3 separate regions of the Zea mays genome follow, and regions 1 and 3 are each linked to region 2. The links are chromatin contacts, called in public Hi-C maps. All regions are on one chromosome and are shown on one strand. Each heading gives the region's core, a stretch centred on a gene start, on an enhancer-like site or on the middle of the called end of the contact. The rest is flanking DNA. Distances are from core to core; before and after follow the strand shown.

Region 1 (2,700 bases), core at 25-2,524, 210 kb after region 2:
GCCACTCTCAGATGGAGACTGTAGAGCACCTGCTGCCCTCATGTCTCCTCTTCTCGTCGAAGGTGGTGGTAGCATATTCTGGCGGTGTGCAGGGCTCCTCCTCTCGCTCACCTGTGGTATGGGCATTGGTGCAGACTCCCACCTCATGAGACGGGGTGGAAAGTGGGGAGGCGATGGCGTCGGTGACGCGTAAAACACTGGAGGCGGCGAGAACCTGGCCTGGTGTGCCGGCGTGTGCGACCAGAACACAGGCGAAGCCCAGCTGTGCGGGCGCTGCTGCTGATTAGATGGTGGGAAGCCGGAGCCCGTGGCTTCTGTAAGCGAGGCCGGGAAGGCGCGCATGGGCTCAGCGGCTGGGCTGCCGACGTAGTCTGGGATTATCTTGGAGGGCGAAAGGGAGGTGATCTCGAGGTTGAAGGCGGCGAGGCTGGGAAGGTACTGGACGGAAACGACGAGGCGGCCGAGCTGGGTTTCGACGGGAACAAAGCGTTGGGAACGCATGGCGGCCTCCTGGGGGCGCGAGAAGGGCTCGGCGAAGGTGTCGACGCGGTGGCCCATCTCGTAGTTGTAGGAGGGATTGGCGCAGAGGAGGCGGAAGATGCGGTACGCCGGGAGGACGCGGAGCACGGCGTAGACGGACCTGAGCAGCGTGAAGCAGTGCTTGTACGCCCGGTTCACGGCAACCTCCTCGCCGCCCGCGGCGTCCGGCCAGGGCTCGCACGCCACAGTCCACCTCTCCACCACCTCCCCTCGGGCTCCCACACTACCGGCGGGGCTCAGGAGGACGTCCACCACCAGCGGCTCCCCGGGGACCAGCTCGTCCAGGCGGTCAGCCGCCTCGGGCGGCGGCGGCGGGTCGTGGAGCGGGAGATGGAACCACCTGTCCCTCCGCCTGAACGACGCCGCCGCTGGCGCCGCGAAGGCGTGCGGGCGCGGCGTGCGCACGGCGAGGACGGCGTGGAGCACCTTGAGGTGGAACTGCTGCACCATCAGCTCCGCGCCCGCGCGCACACCCCCAGCGGAGTCGGACATCCCGGACATTGCCAGCGACGCCGAACCCAAACCGCCCCAACACCTGCCGAGCCCTCGTCGTCGCTCAAGCTCTGGTCCAAGCTGCTGCCGCGCGGCATGACTGGCGCTCGCGGCAGTAAGACTGCATAAATCTGATCGGCTGGTGATTGGAATTGGAGAAGTTGTTGTGCTTGGGATCGGAGCGATCGTTAGATCTGCACGCTAAGCGGAGGAGCGGTTGGAAGAGTTGGGGATTTGGCTGTAGGAGATAGAGAAGGAGAGGGGGTGTTTATCTGCAGGGAGGATTTTGGGTTAATACGTCGCTGTTGGTGTTATCATGATGGAATTATTATCGCGGTGAAGACGAACACAAGTGATTTTTAGTCTCTGGTAAATGTGACATTCAAAATTCTAATCTGTCATCAATTATCCAGAACTAAGCTGCTGTTTGGTTCAGCACCCTGGACGATAATGGGAATGGAGTTTTACGCGTCAGTGACGTCATCGCCTTAGCGACCTCCTTCAGCCCCAAATCACTCCAAGAGCGTACACAACTCCGATACTCTGTGATAACGCAGTTTTGTGATTCTAGTGAGACCCGATCGTGGTTTTGAGCCGTTTTCTTTAGACATTTGTGTTTGCGTTCTTGTGATCTTTTTTTTATAACGTTGTATTATGGCGTTTGCTTTTGTATTTGTAGTCTCTCCTCCTTTCTTGTGCTCGAGATTGTAACTTGGATTCGTGTACGACTCTGCAAAAGACTTCAATTTGTGAAGATTTCTTGCCAAAGGGATACATATCGATAAGGAAGACTGTGGTACTCAAGTTCGATCATGTGATCACTCAAGAGGGGTTGAAAGCAACCCTTGTGTTGGCGTCAACCTGGGTGCTAAACACCGGGAGATGAACTGTCTGACGGTGCTATGTGGAAGCGTGGATGGTCCGTGGCCCTGAGCCGGACGGTCCGCGACCTACGCGCAGGAGTGGCTCCTTCTCTGCGTACGTCTGGACGGTCCGCGCCTAGGGTTCGGACGGACCACGATGGCGCAGAGGGTCGTCTTCTTCGCAGCAGATCAAGATCCTGTCTCCCAGAAGGGACCTCGTATAGAAGGAGATAACATATTGTGTGCCTTGGGGTCGGCAGACCATCCAACGTAAAACTGAAGAGATGTAAAAATTTGAGGTAGAGGAATGATAAACTAGGACTACTCCTAATGCATAAGATAAAAATAATAAGTAAAATTGATTAGATCAATTGGTGCTCAACACCTTATCTACAGGACCACTAGGGCTAGACAAAATACTCATGGCTCGTAAGCTCCCTTGTTTCGTGGTCAGCTCGACTCGGATCGGCTCATTTGAATTTTTTCACGAGCTGAGCTGACATCCTAGCTCGGTTTGTTGACGAGGCAGCTCGGTTTGTTAACGGGTCAGCTCATGAGCTAAACGAGCTATCACATTTCAGCAAAACGAAACTATATATATATATATAGTTATAGTATTAGGAGCCCTGGGCTCTCTCTAATTAGATGAAGCCCTGATCCCCACTCAATCGGTCGACCAGGTGCTTCAAGCATACCACCTATTCTATCCAATATAACATCATCTTTACGCTTTGTTGTACATAAGTTTACGTTTGTTTTCTATAACACCATCGTATAAAATGGATCACTCTATCCGACCTTCCTG
Region 2 (2,700 bases), core at 72-2,571:
TGCCAATAGATATCTAGTACCAAGCGGCATGCCAAGCATGGTATATTCTATATTGACACCCTCTGCACCGATATTTCTGTACTTGCAGCAAATTCACATCATGCAAACTCATGTAGCGGCGGCACATTCACTGAACAAGGCCATGGACCCAATTTTTTCATTTGCAGAACTTCCATTTTTGAACAAAAATTGCAGAACTTCCATTATTGGGTCTCCTTAAGAGCATCTCTAATAGACGCTCAACACCAGTCCCCATATTTTCCTCCCTTTAAAACCACCCTTCTCGCTTTCCACTAATGGAGAGGCTAAATGGCTCTCTAAATTCCAAATATGGTAGTTCTCTTATAATTTTTTCACACAAAAAAATATTCATGGGATGGCTCTTTAAATAGATATATAGGTAGTGAAGTTTAGAAATATTTTTGGAATAGTTATAAGGCCTATGCTTTCAGTTACTTCTAACCTGGATTTGTGATAATCAAATTTAATTAGAATAACACCTACAGAAACAAAAGTCCATCAGAAAGCTATGAAGTTCATCATTGCTATAACTTCGATTCTGAACACCATATTCCACCATTTTAGTAACGAACAACTTAAAGTAATTTATCAGGTAAAGCACAGACGATTAACAAGTATAGGGGCCTAAACAAGTATTATAGACACGGCAGAGACAAGCACGTCAAGAAGCACACTGGTCCCTTTGGATAAGCACGATGCAGCACAATCACTAACAATCAGCCTTAATTTCACTCTCGTATACTGCAATCCACCGGAGCTCTACGGAGGTACGCTCTTGGCCATTTCGACAAACACAGAAAACACTCACGCGCCGGCGCACTACAGCAACGCCTGCGCGGCTGCGCCCAATAAGAAAATGGAGAGTCCACAGAAGGATTACAGCGCTCGCTCACCGCTGCTGGCCATGACGACGACCGAGAGGCGCGGCCTGCGCGGGCGCGGGCGTAGTCCGGCCGCGGGGCCTGCCACCGCGGCGCGCCCCGCAGCGAAGCGCGGCGCAAGGAAGGGGCGGTGGCCGAGGAGGAGGCGCGAGGCGGAGACGACGGCGGCGGCCGGCCGGCGCGAGGACCGCGCCGTGGCGGGGGCTCGCACGGGCGCCTCGGCGGCCATGGAGACTGCCTCTGTGGTTCCTTTTCGCTCTTGGTGGCCTTTGCCGGCGAGCTCCCTCTCCTCGCCTTCTCGCCTGCGCCGTGAGGCTGTCGCGAGCGGACTGTGGGTTTTATGCGCGTGAGCGGCGGCCAATGGTGCGATGGTGCCTGAGGATAATGTGAGCGCGCGCGGCTGCTAGGAGGACGCCTCCCCGTCTCACGTTATGGATTAGCGTTTTTTTCTTCTAGTTTTTCGATTGTCTTCATCAGAATCTTACACAAGTCTAAATAACAAGGTCACACAAACCTATACAAGTACTCTAAACACACTAGAATCTTCAATACATACTAGTAAGGAAAACACAAAAAATGCAAACACTACTTAGCACTACTCATTAGTTACACTATACAAACACAAATAGAGAGCTATAGCTACTTAGCTACATGAGCTAAACTAATTAGCATACAAGCTAACTAGCAAGAGAGAAACTATTTTACTACACAAGTAAACTAGTTACACGAGAGAAATAAATACTCACTGGCATAAGTATATGAACAAAAAGAAACTAACATAAATATGAAGAGACTTTGACATGATGATTTTTATCCTAAGATTTAGTGGTTTACCAATAATTTAATTCCCATTGAGGCAAGTCCAAGGTTGTCGCTAATCCTCTTGGTAATAATGATTACATAAGATCACTCTCTCCACCAAAAGAAGTGCTCACACAAGAGATCTAGCACTTTGTTCTGGTTGAACCACCCGACACTCATCACACCTTGTTCAACTAGAGTTGCTCTTCACGATCTCTCACGGGACGAGTGTAACACCCCGCACAAATCCATCTCTAGAACCACACACGAGGAAGAACAAAAGCAACCAAACTGTCTAGGAAGTGGCAATCTCATGAGTAGCAAGCACCACTAGCTTCCAACTCCACCTAGTTCCACTCAAGCAGGTCACTTAATGCACTGCACTAGCAACGCTCAGTTACTATAGAGCATGAACACTATCGATCACTAGTGAGTTGGATGGCACTAAATCACTCAAAACATGGACACAAAGTCCCCTTGGCTCCTGATTTTTAAAACTATTCCAACCACCCACTCTATCTAAAGAGAGCAAAAAATAGTCTCCACCTTGGAATTTTTGGTCCACTGCAATTCTAGAGCGACTCAAACAAACCCCAACGATCGGTCAACACGCTAATGCACACTCCAACATTGGAGTTTGTAGCCACCTTAGCTCAGAAATTTTGGGATGCTACCCACATGGCCAACAGAGTCAACTTTGTTCAGAAATTTTGTCAAGTGCTTGAAAACTCGAGTAAGACTCTCTAGCGCAACTAAAAACAATCATAACTTCTTTATCAGAACTTCGATTTTAATGACCATGAATTTTTCAAAAAAAATATTCAGAAGGATATAGAACCCACTTGAATAATTGATCCAAAATACAATGGATCAACCTAGAATTCCACTCCAAAGATCTAATCTTCAGTTAGGAACGTATCAAAAAAATCCAAAGCACGCCAACTCCAAATGATCTCCCATGGAATGATCAACAAATTTAAACCTTAGTTAGCATTTT
Region 3 (2,700 bases), core at 56-2,555, 160 kb before region 2:
CTCCGTACCTCCAAACTTGTCGCGACTCGAGACATCCTAATCCTAGGATATTTCTAAACATGAACGGAGATTTCCCGTACGAAGGAGGAGGACGGGGTGGGTGGATTTGGGTGTGGTTCGCTGCTGGTCCTCCGTGTGGAGTCTTGTCTTGGCCCGCCGACCGCGACGTGCGCGCAACAGGTGGCGGCCTGGCGGGGGGATTGATGGGGCGCCCAGATATTTCCGTACGAGCAGGAAGGAAAAACGTACCGCCACTGATGATTCAGCGCTGGGCGAGTGGCTGATGAATAGCTATTTGTACGCAGATGCCTCTCTGGTATTCCTATCCTAGCTAGCAGCACTACACCACTAGTTCGTGAAAACGTACTACTTGCTTGTCGGTAGTGGTACGTGCCGTGAAGTCACCTGCGTACACAAGTGAGTGACGGTTAAACCAGGTGGTTCCTCTGAAAACAAGTAGCAAATCTAACAATTAGATTTACGTTGTCTTCTGTCCGGAGATATATTTATTTTTAAACAACATTTGAATTCTGGAAGTAGACGTAGAACTGAGAGAGTAGTACACTAGTAATACCAGCTTCGCTGATCTGTCGCTTGATCCAGCTCAGCATTACACACCAGAATTTCCACACCGATAGTGGATGTGCACGCGCACCCGGAAGTAGTCCAACATTTGGTCCTGGACGAAAGTTGGACTGGGAGATGCACGCGCACCCGGTGCAGGTCGTACTGGGAGAGTGCAACGGGGACAGGATCCACACCACACGATCGTGCAATAACGGGGTTAGTTGCACATCTGTATCCACATGTGGCCAACACGAAACGTGTTCGATAAATCTGTGGCAGGCCTGCTCCACAAATACTATACAGTTTTGGATAGAAAGATAGATTATAGCCTGTGCGTAGCTCTCCTGTTGCTTGATCTCAGGTTCGCGGCAATCTGCTGGTAGGCAGAGCGTGCCGTGCGTGTACCATGATTTTTTCACAGCCGAACTGATTGATACAAGGGCGCTGGTGCGAGCTCGCCGTCGCTCAGCAGTAACGCCGGAAGAAGTTATTTGGAAGGAAAAAAGCCAACAAAGCGACATGCAGCTAAAATGGAGCAAAGGAACCATGGATGGACCACGCACCGTCCGAGCCACACCAGCCATTACCATTACGATTTACGAACAAACGCCGCCTGGCCACGACGAGAGCTCGGCAAATCCAAGCCACTGTGGCCAAGGGATGTCGATTTTTCCACTCGCGCATGGCCCAAAGCGGTGCAGGTCTATAAAACATGGGTCCCCCCCTCCGTGCTCCGGGTCCGGGCTCACTCCTGCGCGCTTCCGTTGCGATTGCGACTTTGCACCATTAACACTCCCTGCGTGCGGTGCGTCTGCTTAGGGAGGGGAAGGACAGACTCTCAACGAAGGAGAGACCTTCCCGCAGTTTCTCTCTCTCTTGCAATCCTCCTCGCCATGCTAAGGAGGTCCCGCCACGGCGGGGTCCGTCTCGGCCGGAATCTGCTCGGCCTGTGGCGGCGGGCGCTCTGCGGCCGGCGCCGGCGCCGGGGAGGCTACTGCCGCCTGCAGCAGCAGCAGCAGCCCACCTGCGCCGGCAGCGGCTGCACGCCCGGGCGCGGCGCTACCGCGAGGAAGCTCGCGCCGGTGCTGCGGTGGGGCCGGTCGCTGGCGCGGCGCCTGCGGCTCGGGTGGAGGGCCGCCGGCGGCGGGCACCGGATGCTGCCGGACGGCGACGGCGAGCCCGCGGTGAGCACGCCCAAGGGGCAGGTGGCCGTGTACGTCGGCGGCGAGGGCGAGGCGTCGCAGTCGCTGCGGTACGTGGTGCCCGTGGTGTACTTCAACCACCCCACGTTCGGCGAGCTGCTGAGGGAGGCCGAGGAGGAGTTCGGGTTCCAGCACCCGGGCGTCATCAGCATCCCCTGCCCCGCCGCGCGGTTCGAGCGGGCCGCGGCCCTCGCCGCCGCGGCCAAGAAGGGCTTCGGCAGGTGGTAGGCAGGCAGGCGGGGCGCGCGGTAGTCGTTGATTAGGGAGGGAGAGACGCCGCACGACGACGGAGGCCCCCTGACCGCCGCCGGCCGGTGGCGGAGGCGGATGATGGTGTATATGCATGCATGTGCGCTTTGCTTCAGAAACGTACGGGGCTGCCTGGCCTAGGCCTAGCTGATTTTGTTCTCTGGATTCTTGGTCCTGGTGCATCCATCCGGTTACTTGTTTCGTCCATGTCTACTGCTTCTTGTCTTCGGATTCACCCTCAGACCACTGGAAGGATTCACACAACTGTTGCTTGCTGGACGTGTGTGCTGAATTCACCACGTTTGCCAATTCCGCTAGTAGTAGTGTGTACGTATTACGGGAGCAAATGCTCTGTGTGTCCCTCTCCCTCTCTTGACTTAACTGCAAACTTCTCATCAGGTCGAGACTCGCGAGCACGTCCGGCACGGGCCACCGCCTGATCTCTCCAGTTTCGTCCCATGCCCTACCATTTGTGCTACCATGCGCCACAATCCGATGCCCGGAAAGGCGTGCCATCCAGATTCAGCGTCCTCGAACGGTGCGCCAACCACTGCACGAACCGTACACGCACGCCTTCATCATCCGTACCCCCATGCTAGGACCGATCGAGTCGGCTGTTGGTTGGAGCACGCCGTTTGCGCCGCGCAGCGCCTTTGCACGCAGCACGCCAGCGCGCCGGCCT

Evidence for each region. A called contact is a pair of places that touch in the nucleus more often than the background predicts.
Region 1: a Hi-C map of leaf shows a contact between it and region 2, with 6 times the contacts expected there. The contact joins the promoter of LOC100275582 here to the promoter of LOC103646146 in region 2. A contact is called at or near these places in 7 of 25 Hi-C or Micro-C datasets (bundle sheath, ear, endosperm and 3 more).
Region 3: a Hi-C map of ear shows a contact between it and region 2, with 2.4 times the contacts expected there. The contact joins the promoter of LOC103646147 here to the promoter of LOC103646146 in region 2. A contact is called at or near these places in 2 of 25 Hi-C or Micro-C datasets (ear and leaf).

Annotation. Positions count from the first base shown.
Region 1 is chr2:23,704,585-23,707,284 of Zm-B73-REFERENCE-NAM-5.0, reverse strand. LOC100275582 reads right to left here and starts at 1,274. Exons shown (of 3, transcript NM_001371691.1): 1 at 1-1,274. The coding sequence starts at 1,041.
Region 2 is chr2:23,910,751-23,913,450 of Zm-B73-REFERENCE-NAM-5.0, reverse strand. LOC103646146 (elongation factor G-2, chloroplastic) reads right to left here and starts at 1,321. Exons shown (of 4, transcript XM_008670868.3): 1 at 915-1,321. The coding sequence starts at 1,131.
Region 3 is chr2:24,069,491-24,072,190 of Zm-B73-REFERENCE-NAM-5.0, reverse strand. It overlaps LOC103646147, which reads left to right and starts at 1,305. Exons shown (of 1, transcript NM_001330657.1): 1 at 1,305-2,163. The coding sequence starts at 1,461. The coding sequence ends at 1,997.